Linked DNA regions of Rattus norvegicus: region 1 is linked to region 2. Evidence: chromatin contacts called from public Hi-C data. All regions are on one chromosome and are shown on one strand. Each heading gives the region's core, a stretch centred on a gene start, on an enhancer-like site or on the middle of the called end of the contact. The rest is flanking DNA. Distances are from core to core; before and after follow the strand shown.

Region 1 (6,087 bases), core at 971-3,470, 260 kb after region 2:
CTTCAACCACCCTCATCCATTCTAGGAAGTTTCAAAATGAACAGGATCTGAAAGTGGGGTGGTGGAGGCAGGGAGCTCTGGGGAAGTACAACTTAAACCATTGGTTTTTGGAGAGCAATCCTGCACTCAGAGGATCTAGACTCTGGGTTACACTACTAGCCTATCATACTTGGATACACTAGTAGACCAAATACGTTATAAAGTGAATATGGCATATTCACAGTCCTTTCTCTGTTAGTCTAAATCCGTCTCTACTCTCCCTCCTAGTTCGTGTTCTCAGACACACACCCCAAAAGACATGTGACAGGTGTTAACTAAAGGCACAGGGGGAAGTCGCCTCACATGCACAGAGGGTAAGGAAGTGAGGGGTTGGCTGCAAACATGTGCCCCTTAAGCCCTGTCTGCTTGTTGTCTACCAGTGACTGGCAACGCAAATAAGGTCTGATCCTCCTTAAAGGACCGCAGCATCCTCCCTAGACAAGGAACACTCCTCTAGCTTTGATGTCAAAGCCCCTCCCTGCCTGAAATCCCAGCGCATTCCGGGGAAGCAGTGCCACGCTTCGGAAAGGCGTGTGTGCTGCCTTTACCGGGGAATCGCAGAGTCTGTTCCTTATGCGCCGCCCTACAGAACTGCAGCCCCAGTTGCCTATGTGGCCTCCTCCCAGGCGCCCGGTCACCAAGATCTCTAGATCTCTGCCCTTTCAATATCTCTCTGCCTTTCTCCTATTTAAAAAAAAAAAAAAGAAAAGAAAGAAAGGGGAAAAAATCTCCGAGTATTCAAAAAAAGCTAAGGGGACAATTGCACTGGGCGGGTCTCGTAAGACCTCCCATGACTTCTCCTGTCTTATAAAAACCAGTTAGGAAATGAAAGGAACTAGAAACAGCAAAATCGCTCCCTCATGCTACCAGGCTGGATAGGAGAGTCAGTCATTTAACTGAATCCCACCCTGAAAGTCCTGGGGAAGAGAAGTCTAGGTCCGGAAAGGAGAAGAACACGGGAAATCCCTGCTCCGACTGCGATGCACCTACGCGGGTGTCCAGGTGGGACGTGGGCAGGTGCGTGAGCGCAGTGTGTGCATGTGTGTGTGTATGTGTGTGTGCGCGCACGCGATTTGTGTTTTGCGTGTGTGTGTGTGTGTGTGTGTGTGTGTGTGTGTGTGTGTGTGTGTGTAGTGGGCTGCCTCGGAGCAGATGAGGACTCCGGGACCGGACTCGGCACCTCCGCCCGCTCTGCCCAGCTGGCCCTGCGCCCGGCCGGCGGCTCCTTACCTGGAAGCGCGGCGTTTCCCTCCTTCAGCCCCAGCGCCGCATTGACACTGCAGATGGTGCCTGTACCGCTGCCTCTCGCCCTCCTCTGAACGTGTGCGTGTGCGCGCGTGTGGCTGCCTCCTCCAGCCCCAGCCCCGAACGCAAATACTCCACCAAGGCACGGGGAAGCCACGAGCAGCAGAGAAAAACGGAGGGGGCCAAATCAGAGCCTGCCGGGCTTGACAGCTCCTCTTGCAGCGTCCAAGGTGGGCGTAATGTCCAACAAAAAGGTCAGAAAATGTAGATCAATTCCAAGCACCCCTATCCTCCATCCAGCCCCGGAGCCCAAGCAACGACAGCGGTGGCTCTCAGGGGCTGCGGCGGCGACGCGGGGCTGCCCCCCTTCGTCCCCACCCCCGCGGGCTGAATGTCCTTGATGCCAAGCGGGCACGGCGGCGTCACTCCGCGCCGCCCATGCTAGCCGGGTCGGGCCGCTGCCCGGGCGCGGCGGCGAGTACGTTGGGGACCCGCCGGGGAGCGCTCTGCGAGCCTCTGCGCGTCTCCCTGGGCAGTGACGGCCACCCCCTGGCAGCCCAGGGCTGACTGCGCCGCTGTTGCTCCCACCCCTGGCCGGGGACTAGCCGGGCAGTGCCCAGGGGCCGGGGCTGGGGGGCCTCGGAAGCCGCCAGCAGCTCCCTGGGGAGGCGCGGAGCTGCGGTGGTAGCAGCGACGGCGGCGGCTAGCGCTGCGGCGGCCAAGAGTGCGGCCGTGGTCCAAGCCGAGCCTCCCAGGCGCGTCCCCGGCCCCCCGGGCGGACTGCTAGCAAAGTTTGCAGGGGGCAGGGAGCGGGGCCGCCTCTGGCTCGGCCGCCGCCGGAGCTCCCGGGCTGCCTGCTGCCGCCGCGGCTCGCTGCTGCTGTGCATTGAAGCCCGGCCAAGCGCTGCAAAACTCCAGCTGCCTGGCGCTCTCTGGGTCCTCCTCTCCTCCCTCCCGCCCTCCCTGCTTCCCTTCCTCCCTCCCTCTCCTCGCCTCCTCCCCTCCCCGCCGCCCGCGGCCCGCCGCCGCCGCCGCCGCTGCCGCCGCCGCCGCCGCCGCTCCCTCTCTGGCTCGCTAGCTGGCTCGGAGCTCGCGGCTGACATCTAGACCCAGGTAGAGCGGCCGGCAGAGGGGGCAGGGGGCGCTTCCCCGCACGCTGCCGCCACTGGCCTGCCCGGTTTCCCCAACGTGGACTTCTGCAGAAGGGGGTGCCCTGGGTCTTCATGACTTTCTCGAACCACCCTGGCGATGGAGACACAGGGCAGAGTGGTGCATATATGGTGGCACCAAGTGCACTTGGATTGGAGCATACTCCCAAACAGGCATGTGGGTGTAGGTGGTCAGAGGCACTTCTGTGTGTTCCTAACAGACACCAACCAAACATATATCCACTCTCAACCTAGAATCCTCGTCCAACCCCACCAACCAAGGTAATCCTACACAGAGCACTAGAGGATGCCCAAGTCCAAGGTTTCTTCTAGTCCTGGGACAGAAATAAATGGCCAATGCCACAGAGCTTGCTGGGTAACCTGATCTGTCCAGAGCTGACCTTGCTTCTCTAACTCTGAAGCCCTAGGTCCTGGGTCATGTCCCAAACACAACCCAGACATTGCTAACGTCAGAGTACTTTCAGAAGTCAGAAGGAAGAAATCCTGAAGTTGCTTAAGTTGAAACAGCATCTGGCAGGCAGACAGGATACAAGGTACAGGTGAGGACAGGAAGTAGGCAGAACTACTTAGAATATCTCTACAAAGACCTCCCCCCATTAATGGGCCAACCATCAAAACAAATAAATAAAAATAAAACAATTTTTCAAAGGATGCACACCTACTTGTCCACCCAACCTTGTATGCTAAGCTCAAGAAAATGGCACTGTCAGCCATGTCCAGGAAGACTAGCCATTCATCAAAGGAAGACCTTTCAAGACAATGGTTTGGGGTTTCTAACCCACTCTCCCATGCTACTTCTTCAACTTAACTTTCCTCAACCTCAGTAACTTCCTGTGAATAACTGTCCCTCCCAACCAAACCTCTCAGAACCTGCTTATTAGGAGCGTGTTAACTGCGGTATAAATTCCTATATATAGGGGTTATATTTTCACAGAAATCAAAGTTATAAACTGGGTAGATTCTGAAGGGAGCTATGAGATGACAAGGTAGACAAGCCCCGGGGCAGGTAGCACACGTGGGTCGGGTTCGACTTACCCACCCAGGACCTTGTTGAAAGTGCTCTCACCAGAAGGAGGCAATGAATCAAGTGTAAGCATGAAGAAGCCAGACATTTCTCTAGTTAAAGGGTGTTCCAGGAGACAGCATGGAGCCCTGGTGTAGGCTCTGGTTGTTCGCCGAGCATTGTGTGGCCCAGAAAACAGCAAGGGTTATCTCATTAGCTCCCTTTAATACATTGATCTGGCTCCACTCGTCTCTGAAACACTGGATCCCAGACCTGAGATAAAGCACACAATATCAAGTTAGAGAAACACATAACATTAATTCCATGTTGCTGCTGCTTTGACTTCCTTCCAGAACTAAGGGAGCCCTGGAGCCAAGTGTCTGTCTAACATGATGCCTCAGAGACACTCCACATGCAAAATCAAAGGAAGTGGTCCCCAAAGGTCTCCGCAAGACTTGCCTCACCTGGGCCTAAACTCTCTCATAAGAGTGTCCTCTGAAACCAGCACATGGCACCATCATAGCAGGCTCACCCTAGAAGCGAAAGCCTGGAAAGTCCTACAGAAAATCCCAACAGGCTACTTAAATACTACGCTTCACTAAAGCGTACAGGAGATCTGTTCGAACCCAATTGTCAGCTGTAGGGGACTTCTGTAAAAATGCTCAAAGGGAGAGGAAGGAAGTGAGAACTGACTCTAAACCCTTCTCAGCCAATCATCCCAGCAAGAGTTTGTAATAGCTCCTAGTTTTGTCTTCCCTGCCCCTTGTCTCGTGTGTGTGTGTGTGTGTGTGTGTGTGTGTGTGTGTCTCCTGATAGATGGACCGGAAGTCAAAGAATTTTTTCCCCAGGGGTAGCAAACAAAATATGTGTATTGTTCTTTATCTCCTGCGTAGCATGTGGTATCATTTGTTTTCATTCAGAGGGATGAGCATCATGTGGCACCTGAAGAGTAATGACAGAGGCCAGTGACAGGAAAAGAATGGCGGAAAGCTGGACCAACAAAGGGCAGGTGCAGCCCCTGCCCGTCCTCCCGTTCTTAATAGGACCTTCCCCATGCTGCCTTTTCCTTTCTCGGCTTCTATTGAATGCCCCAGGAGGAAGGCAGGCTGGAAACAGTGACAGCTTCCTACCATTGTAAGAATAGCAGAAAGGGTCAGACTAGCCACAGCAAGAGACCCGATGGCCTGTTGACAGTTTCTTCGAGTCTAGGATGAGGCGGTGGGGGCAGGGGTAAGGTAGACCATCTTCATCCTTGACTTTGCTATTGACCGCCACCATCATTTCACACAGGTCGTGTACTTGCGTGGCATTCCCTCGCTTGCCTGCCGCATTTACGCCTTCTAGTTGCAGGGGCATTCACAAGAAATACAACCCCCACGGGCAGGATTTGAAACTCCAACGCAACACAGTGCAGGTGAAAGGAATCTGCAACCCCTGTCGTAGGAAAGTAGCTTCTTTCTCCAGTGGTACAATGCGGGGGAGGGGGGCGGCGCAAGGGGGAGCGCAGGTGTAGGCAGGCCCTTTGCTTTCCTGATTCTTCCCCATGAATCAATAGTCTGGGAGAAGCAGCTTCGTGCAACGGTCCAGCTCACGCTTCTGCACTTGCTATGATCCCTCTTAGCTCTCACACCCCTACCGCCCCCACCAGTGAGGAAGGGTGAAGAGAGACATACGCTGGGCAGTCTAGCTGTTCTCTACCCACGACTGGTCTGTGAGTCACTAGCTGTATATCCCTGGCCTGGTGGCAGAGCTGGGTAGGTCAGCGTCTGGTCCCTTGGCCACAAGAGGGAGAAGTTAAATGGCATATTGTTTCATAGAGCCCTGTTTTCTAAAGAAGCTATTTTTGTGAGATTTTGGCTGTGGTTCTTTGCCAGATTTTGGGAGAAGCAGACTGGCTTGTCTCTCGTGATAGATGACTAAAAGGCCCATGTTTAAGGGGAGAGAGAAGACTCCTAACTTCCCCTACCCTTCGCTACCATTATTTCATCAGCTTAAGACCAGGGTCGCGATTTTCATTGATAAAGGCCAGGTTTGTTTACTAAACAAATTACCTGAGCCTGGTGGTGCTGCAGGGACTTCTTTGCCACAAGAGCGGTCCCAGAGCCGGGTCCTGCTCTATGCTCAGGATAAAAACCCTCTAGCCTAAGTCTGCTTGAAAACCTACATTGTGGCGCCACCTGCAGGAGAGCATAATTATCGACTTTATCCCAAATCTAACTGAGGACAGTTTCTGGCTTCCCCAAACTACCAAGGTCAGGACAGAGTTGCAGGCAGACAGAAGGGACCCCTGCTATCAGGGTGTGTCACCAGATGGCCTCCTCCAGACACTCCAGCAGTCTTCAATGTGGGTATTTCTTAGAAACTACTATTTCAAAGATTAACGGCCAATTTACAGATTCTCAGTCCACGGGTCTATCTTCCAGGTACTGAACCGTTGCACAGAGAAATGGTTTCCCTTGTGAAAGTGGGGACGGATCATCCTTGTCGCCATAGTAGTGATAGTCTTAGGACCCAAACAGCTCCTGCCTGTTTCACCAGCCCACAAGTATAAAAGACTGCAGATACTAACATCTGAACCTCACTCCCCTCTACTCATCTAATGCTTTGGCCACCACTGTCAGCTCCCTTTGG
Region 2 (6,559 bases), core at 1,022-3,521:
GACTTTGATCTATTAACTGGCCTTCTTGATTTCTCATCCCTCAAGGTGGACTGGAGAAAGGTATGATGCAGTAACCAGTGTTCTTCCTCAGTCAAACCCCATCCTGACCGCACCAGTCTGTCACACGGCACTCAGTTAGATCTCTCATAGTCTAGTTTCCATGTTTGCCTTGGAGTAATAACACATTTCTTTGCAGCAAGCTTTTATTTGAAGCTTGGAAAACCTTCCCAACCTCACCAGAAAGTGAATTAATTAATTCAGGCTCCTGGAAAATGGTAAGTTCCTTATTTTAATTCCCCTGTCCCCTGATGGAGTGGTTGTGGGGAGTAGAGACCCTAAACTCTCACGAGCGTGTAAGATTTTAAAACTTCTTTCTAAAGCACTTAACGAACAGTAGTTTCCCAGCTCAAACTTTGAAGAGGGTTTTCATGTAGATCATGTCGGTGGACCCTTATAGCCTTGTAGGGAGCCAGCTTTATAAAGACTCTTGGGTACCAGCCTCCTAGCAAGATGTGGGACAAACTAAACAAAACAAACTGGATGTAAAATGACCATTGCAGCTCGCCAGGTCTTGTGCGCTAAGCCTACTGCCATTACCATGTGGCCTTGACATTTATTTTCCTTTCAACAGTTTTACAAGTAAAGCATTAGAGACTTATCTCAGAAAACCCACTGTTTAGTCCTCCGACTCCCTCTTTCGATCAATGAAAAATTTGCATGAACAAATGAGGTGTTATAAATCTTACCATTTCTTGGACCTAGGTGTGTACTACTGTGTTGTGTTATATTTAATTAGGCCGCATTGGGTTAAATGTACTCGACTGGAAGACACTGAACTGGCTTCAGTTGGATTGGAGTAGAATGAGTTAGGTTGGGTTAGATTAGGTTGAATTAAGTTGGGCTGAATGGGATTGAATTGGGTTGGTTTACTGATCTCCGTGTGAATTAAGCAAGGCTGGATCCCAAATTTTTCCTGATTGCTTACATTCTGTGGTAACCAATACCCACCCACTGAATTCCACAGTAGCCAAAATGAGTGTGGCAAGAACACAGTGGGGCCCCACAAGCAAAGGACAGTACCACATTGTCTGAACACCAGCTTCAGGGACCCTCCTAGTTGGTCCCTTTCCGTAGGGACCCTCCTAGTTAGTCCCTTTCCTTAGCTGGCTCAGATTGCAACCAACCATCCAAGTTGCTTCCAAAGGGGACTAAGGAAGAGAGCCAAAGTCAGGGAGTTAAGAGCCAGAGATAGCAGGCAGAGCACTGGGAGGGGCAGAGCCAGGCAGCTGAGTTTGCATGCCAGCAAGCAATCTCTCAGAGTAGGAGAATCTGACTCCTGGGAAAGGCTGTGATCTGTTTTCCCTCCAGACTGGGGTAACTCGGTCAATGAAACTCAATCCTGAGTGGTTGTGACATAAGGTCATAGACAGAGGCAAGGCAATGTCAGAAGTTCATCTACATACAACAAGTGGGCTTGCAGGTGTGTGCAAAGAAGGCAGGAAGAAGGGGGGGGCAGAGCAGCCCTGGGGGAACTGGCACCCATTCTGATCAAAGAAGTGAACAGGTCCAGGGTTCTAAGCATCCGAGGAGGCCACAGTGAGTTAACTCTTTGTTAACCCTATCTGCTCACTGCAGAGAAACTGAGGCAGGAAACACACACACACACACACACACACACACACACACACACACACACACGTGCCCCAAATCCAGAGCTTCAGGGGAGAAAAGTTTAATCATTCTATAGTCGGTTGCTTTGGCTCTACGGGGGCTTGATGGAAGGAAGGTCAACTGCTTCTCTCCCTAGGGCTGGGAGCCAAGGTTCTAGCCCCACTCCCCTCCTATCTCCCACACAGGGAGGAGCTCCGCTGCTCTCACTAACACCTTAGCCCGTGGGTCTCCCCTGCTCCAGAAAATAGGAAGGAGAATGGAATCTTTTAAAGCCTCTAGTTATCACCATGAACTTGGCTTTTCTTCTCTCTTCTCTCTCCAATCTCATCTGTCTCTTAAGACAGAAATCTAATACATCTGTGTTCACTACAGCAGATAACCCCAGCTGCTGCTGCAGGCTGCACAAGACTGGAGGGAGGGGGCCTGGTTAGTGAGGTGTGTAGACGTGCATGTTTATTACATAAATGGCTATGAATGTATGCATGCATGCCTGCACCCACGTGCCTGTTCATTTGTGGTTTTCTGAAGCTGCTCTTTAAACCAGAGTGGAATCCACACTGAATCTTGCATCTCCTCCTGCAGCCAGTAGGTGGCAGAGCTGCAACAGGCCGCTGATTCCAGTCCTGTGGCATCAGGGTCAGGACTAGGAAGGGAGGACAAGTCCAAGTGAAACAAACCCCCCTTCAGCGCCTCCACCCTGAGGTGGCCTATGCAGACAGAGGTCCTAAGCAAGACGATTTGAAGGAGAGCTAGCCAAAACTCCTTCAAAATGTGTCTGTTTCTCTTGATTTCTTCTACCCTAGGTTTATCTAGAAGGGGAGACTTTGGTGGTGGTGGTTTTGCTGATATCTGTTTTATTTCTCTTTTGGTTTTCCACATCTGGGAAGCATGGATTTTAGACTGAGTGAACACCGGACCCTGCCTAGGGGGTTTGTGATAGTGCAGCTTCCCGAATCCCTTCCATTTGGAATATCATTCATTAGAATTGCAGGGACCAGGGAACTTTAACTTCAAATAAACACTTGTGGTGGTCTGTGTGCTGAGTCCAGGGAACCCTGATTAAGAAAGAAACCTGTAGTATACAGGGTCACCTAGGCCAGTTTTCAGGCCTGTGTCACTAGTACCCACATTCCTACAACTCACCCTGAGGTGGGGGCAGGGCTTCAACTCCAATTCTTAATCACTTTGTACTTTCCTCTGGTGCATTCCTGGGGTTATGAGACTACTGTCCTGTTAAGTAGGACTTAAGAGGACTACCTGTCTTCTAAGAAGAGTTTCTCACACTGCAGAGAGGGGGCCCTGTCACCCCCAACCTTGCTCCTGTGCCCTCCTCACGCTCCTGCATCCCTGGCCCCAACAGAGTCAACTGGCTTGGTAAGAGGTTCCATAGATGAGCTACCTGAAGCTGTGCTGACAGATATAGAATCAGGGCATCACCCTTCAAAGTCAGCAGAGCATGAGACCCAAACAAAAGCGTCACCCTCATGCTTGGGATAGCACAACACAGAGAGGCCCGGGAGACCATGTATCCCAGTTCACTCTGATGGCACTAACAGACGGTCCCAGACTACAGAAAGGCTTCTCACCAAGTGCTCAGGTTCCGAAGTATCAAGTCATGGTACCCAGCGGGGTCACATCTCTTGAAAGGACACTAGTGTCCTCCTCTTCCTACTTCTTGTGGCTGTTCAAAGCCTTGTTGTTGTCAACATCTTTCTTCCCCATGTGTCCCCATAATGGCTGCTTCCTTTGGCTTCTACAGATACTGTGATCCTGTCAGATTTCATCCTAGCTTGATTCCACCCATAAAGAGCTCATATCCAAGCCAGCCATTTTACACGACACCAGAAGTTAAGATTTCTCTTTTTCTTTTGGAGGACCGCAGTTCAACATGTAGCAGGCTAGAAACCAAAGAAGGATGTCTTTCACTTCTTCCCTTCTGTCGGCAAGAGGGGAACAGAGATGGGGGTCTCAGCATTCCCCCCTTTTCCTTCTCACTGGGTCAAGAGTTTCTTTTGGTGGGTACAGTATGCAAACCACATTCATATACAGCCTTCAGGACATCCTGGGTCAGAAGAATTTAAAGCAAGAAGCTTCAGGCTTCCGTGCTAGTGGTTCTGAGGGCCTGCCACTGTCCAGTGGCATTTGGGAACTCAACAGTAAGTCGAACTCTGTGGACTCAGAAGCTCAGAGGACTTAATCCATTAAGTTGCCTGCACTGAATAATCCTTGATGCTTTATTGTACTTGAAGAGATAATTTTAGTAGCGGAGGATATGAGAGTGCCCCCAGCAACGGCCAGCAACCAAACATCACTTATTGCCAAGATCTCCCCATCCTTCTGTGCTCCGTTGCAGGCATGCTCCTCCCTGAGGCCCTCTACATGGCCTCCTGTGGGCAGCCTGAGAATGTCTACTCCTGTGATCACAGCCTGCCTTCTGTCTCTTTTTACCTGGCTGCCCTCATACATACTTGCCTGTCCTCACCTCCCTCCATCACTTTGTCTTGACAGAGAGGAAAGCTTGCCAGGGGTTGGTTAAGTTAACTCTGCTCACACACAAAACAAACTGTTATATTTTTTTTCCTATCTGCCAAGCTGCTGAAGGCAAGAATGTCAAGCCCAGGGTGTGCGTGAACATAAGATCTACAGTTATCCTAGCGTGTCTGAGTTCTAAGCAAGCGTTTGTTGTTGTTGGGTTTTTGTTTTGTTTTTAAAACCATGGTCTAATTCCCAGGGAGCTGCCAGTGGCAACCTCTTGGATGTGCTTTATGCCAGCAGTGACAGTCTCTGTACACACTGCCTGATCCAGGGGATGAACAACTACTATGAATAAGAGATGATGGGCCATCCCTGGCATCTGCTCATATTTGTGATCCCCTGGAAAAGCTGTTTCCCCGCCACCTTAGATGCTGGTATGTGCCTGTCTGCACACAGAGCTGCAGGCAGGCAGAGAGATAGACATGAAGGGGGTTTGGAGGACAGGTGTTAGTACCTGGTAAATGCTCAAGAAATAAAAGCTATTCCGGTGGGGAGGTGAGGAGGGTTACAACAAAGTCTTCTGCAGAGATAGGATGCATGCACTAAAAGTGTAGGCGTATGTGCGTGCCTGGGCACACTCATGTACGGGGATGGGAAAACCCCTAGCATAGTCCCAAGTCCCTGGGAACTCTGCCCAGTCTAAACATGCACAAGAAAGGAAGCCGTGGAAGGAGAAAGGGAGGAGGGATATTAGAAATACAGAGTACCGTGCAAATAGAAGCTCTTGGCAGATTTGAATCCAGTGTTTCCATCTTTTAGATCTGAAGCACAAACCAGGGATAGTCATAGTAGAATCATTGTTCAGTCAAAATGAACACAGAGAGGGGATGGGGTTTCAAAGAGACTGTGTGAAGAATCTAGACATCTTCACAGGCAGGCACTTTGGTCTGAGACCCCAATTTGCATAGAATCTATAAGCCGGACAGACAAGGGCTTGCTTGAGTTTAGCTTCCTTAAAAAGGCTGCCCGAATTATTTCCATTCCATCCACATCAGGATTCGAGAGAAGTATGTACCACACAGCAAGAGGGCACACGGTGGGGAGGAGGGGGGTGGTGGTGGAGAGACAGCTCAGTGGTTAAGAAAGGTACTACTCAGGATCAAAGTTTGATCCCCGGCACCCATGTGGACAGCTCACAGCTATCTGTAACTCCAGTCCCAGAGAGATCTGATGCCTCTGGCCTCAGAGGCTACCAGCAATCACATACCCACACCCCGCACTCCCCCAAGACAGACAGTCAGACACACACACACACACACTCACACACACACACACACACACACACACACACACACACACACACACACACACGAGTAGTTGGGTGTCCTGACCACAGCTCCCTCTTAGTGACTCTGATGACATTTCAATCCCCAAAGCACACCTAAGAAGCAGAGTCTCCCCACCTCTCCTGCTTCCGGAGGCTGGAGACAGCATCTCCTTGCCTTTACTTCTTAAATACCTCACCTAGCATACGCATTTTTTATGTTATTGTGACCTGTTCTGTATTGCGGGCTTAGGAAGTCATTGAGTCACTCTGAAACAAGAAGAGATGCTTAGGAGGAAAAGGATGTCACAAAATCCCGAGGCTCCATTTTCTGTGATGTTCAGGGTCATTCAGGGGGAGAGGCACAGTCAGTCCCCCCACTGCTCTCATTTGTCTTCTGAAAATGCAAACAGAAAAGACTTCAGGATGAGAACTACAAGGTTGGAGGAGGGGCCATTTATATCAGTGTATGCTCCTCTGGCGCCCATGGGACACTATGGTGACATAATGGGAATCCATGGAGGGAAGAGATGTATGGAAGCAGAGACTCATAACTCAGGTGGCCACTGAGCTGTGGTCCCTGTGACTTCACCTTGCCTAGCCCTTCTCTCCTACCCCATAAGATGGCTATAAATCACCTGTGCCTGCATAACGCTTAGGGCTGACCCATGAGTCATAGAACCAGTGGCCAGATGCTTGGTGGTAACGCCAACAATAGTCTGGGCTTTCCCTATCAGTCGCTAATTAAGAAAATGCTCCACAGGTTCGGCTACAGCTCAATCTTATGGAAGCTGTTTTTTTTTGTTTGTTTATTTGTTTTGTTTTGTTTTGTTTTTTATTGAGGCTTCTTCCTGTCAGATGACTTTTAATTTGTGTCACTGTCAACCCAGCACACTTCTCCATGGAAAGGTGAAGAGAAGATTTATTCTAGCCATTAAGGCAGATGCTCTCCTCCAGTGCAGGTCTATTGTCCTCCTGTCTCCCAAGGGCTCTATGGTATAGGTTGTCATTGTGCTAGGCAGTCCTCCGGGAGGACCTCTTGCGTTGTGGTTGAAGAAAACTCTGCTAGCTTAGAGTGGTGACCATGAT

The links. A called contact is a pair of places that touch in the nucleus more often than the background predicts.
Region 1: a contact with region 2 is called in a Hi-C map of Schwann cells, with 12 times the contacts expected there. The contact joins the promoter of Plxna4 here to the enhancer-like site in region 2. A contact is called at or near these places in 10 of 12 Hi-C or Micro-C datasets (the A7r5 cell line, Schwann cells, frontal cortex and 6 more) and 1 of 1 datasets of contacts at active chromatin or transcription factors (oligodendrocytes).

What each region holds. Positions count from the first base shown.
Region 1 is chr4:62,127,225-62,133,311 of GRCr8, forward strand. Plxna4 (plexin A4) reads right to left here and starts at 2,221. Exons shown (of 32, transcript NM_001107852.3): 1 at 1,270-2,221.
Region 2 is chr4:61,868,355-61,874,913 of GRCr8, forward strand. All of the region lies in intron 3 of Plxna4 (plexin A4), which reads right to left. Among named protein-coding and RNA genes, the nearest start is that of Plxna4, 260 kb to the right of the region's middle. Within about 2 kb of position 2,272, at least 5 of the 93 cell types and tissues checked have an H3K27ac peak or open chromatin away from gene starts, as enhancers often do. A contact at or near this core is called in Schwann cells, where this site is marked.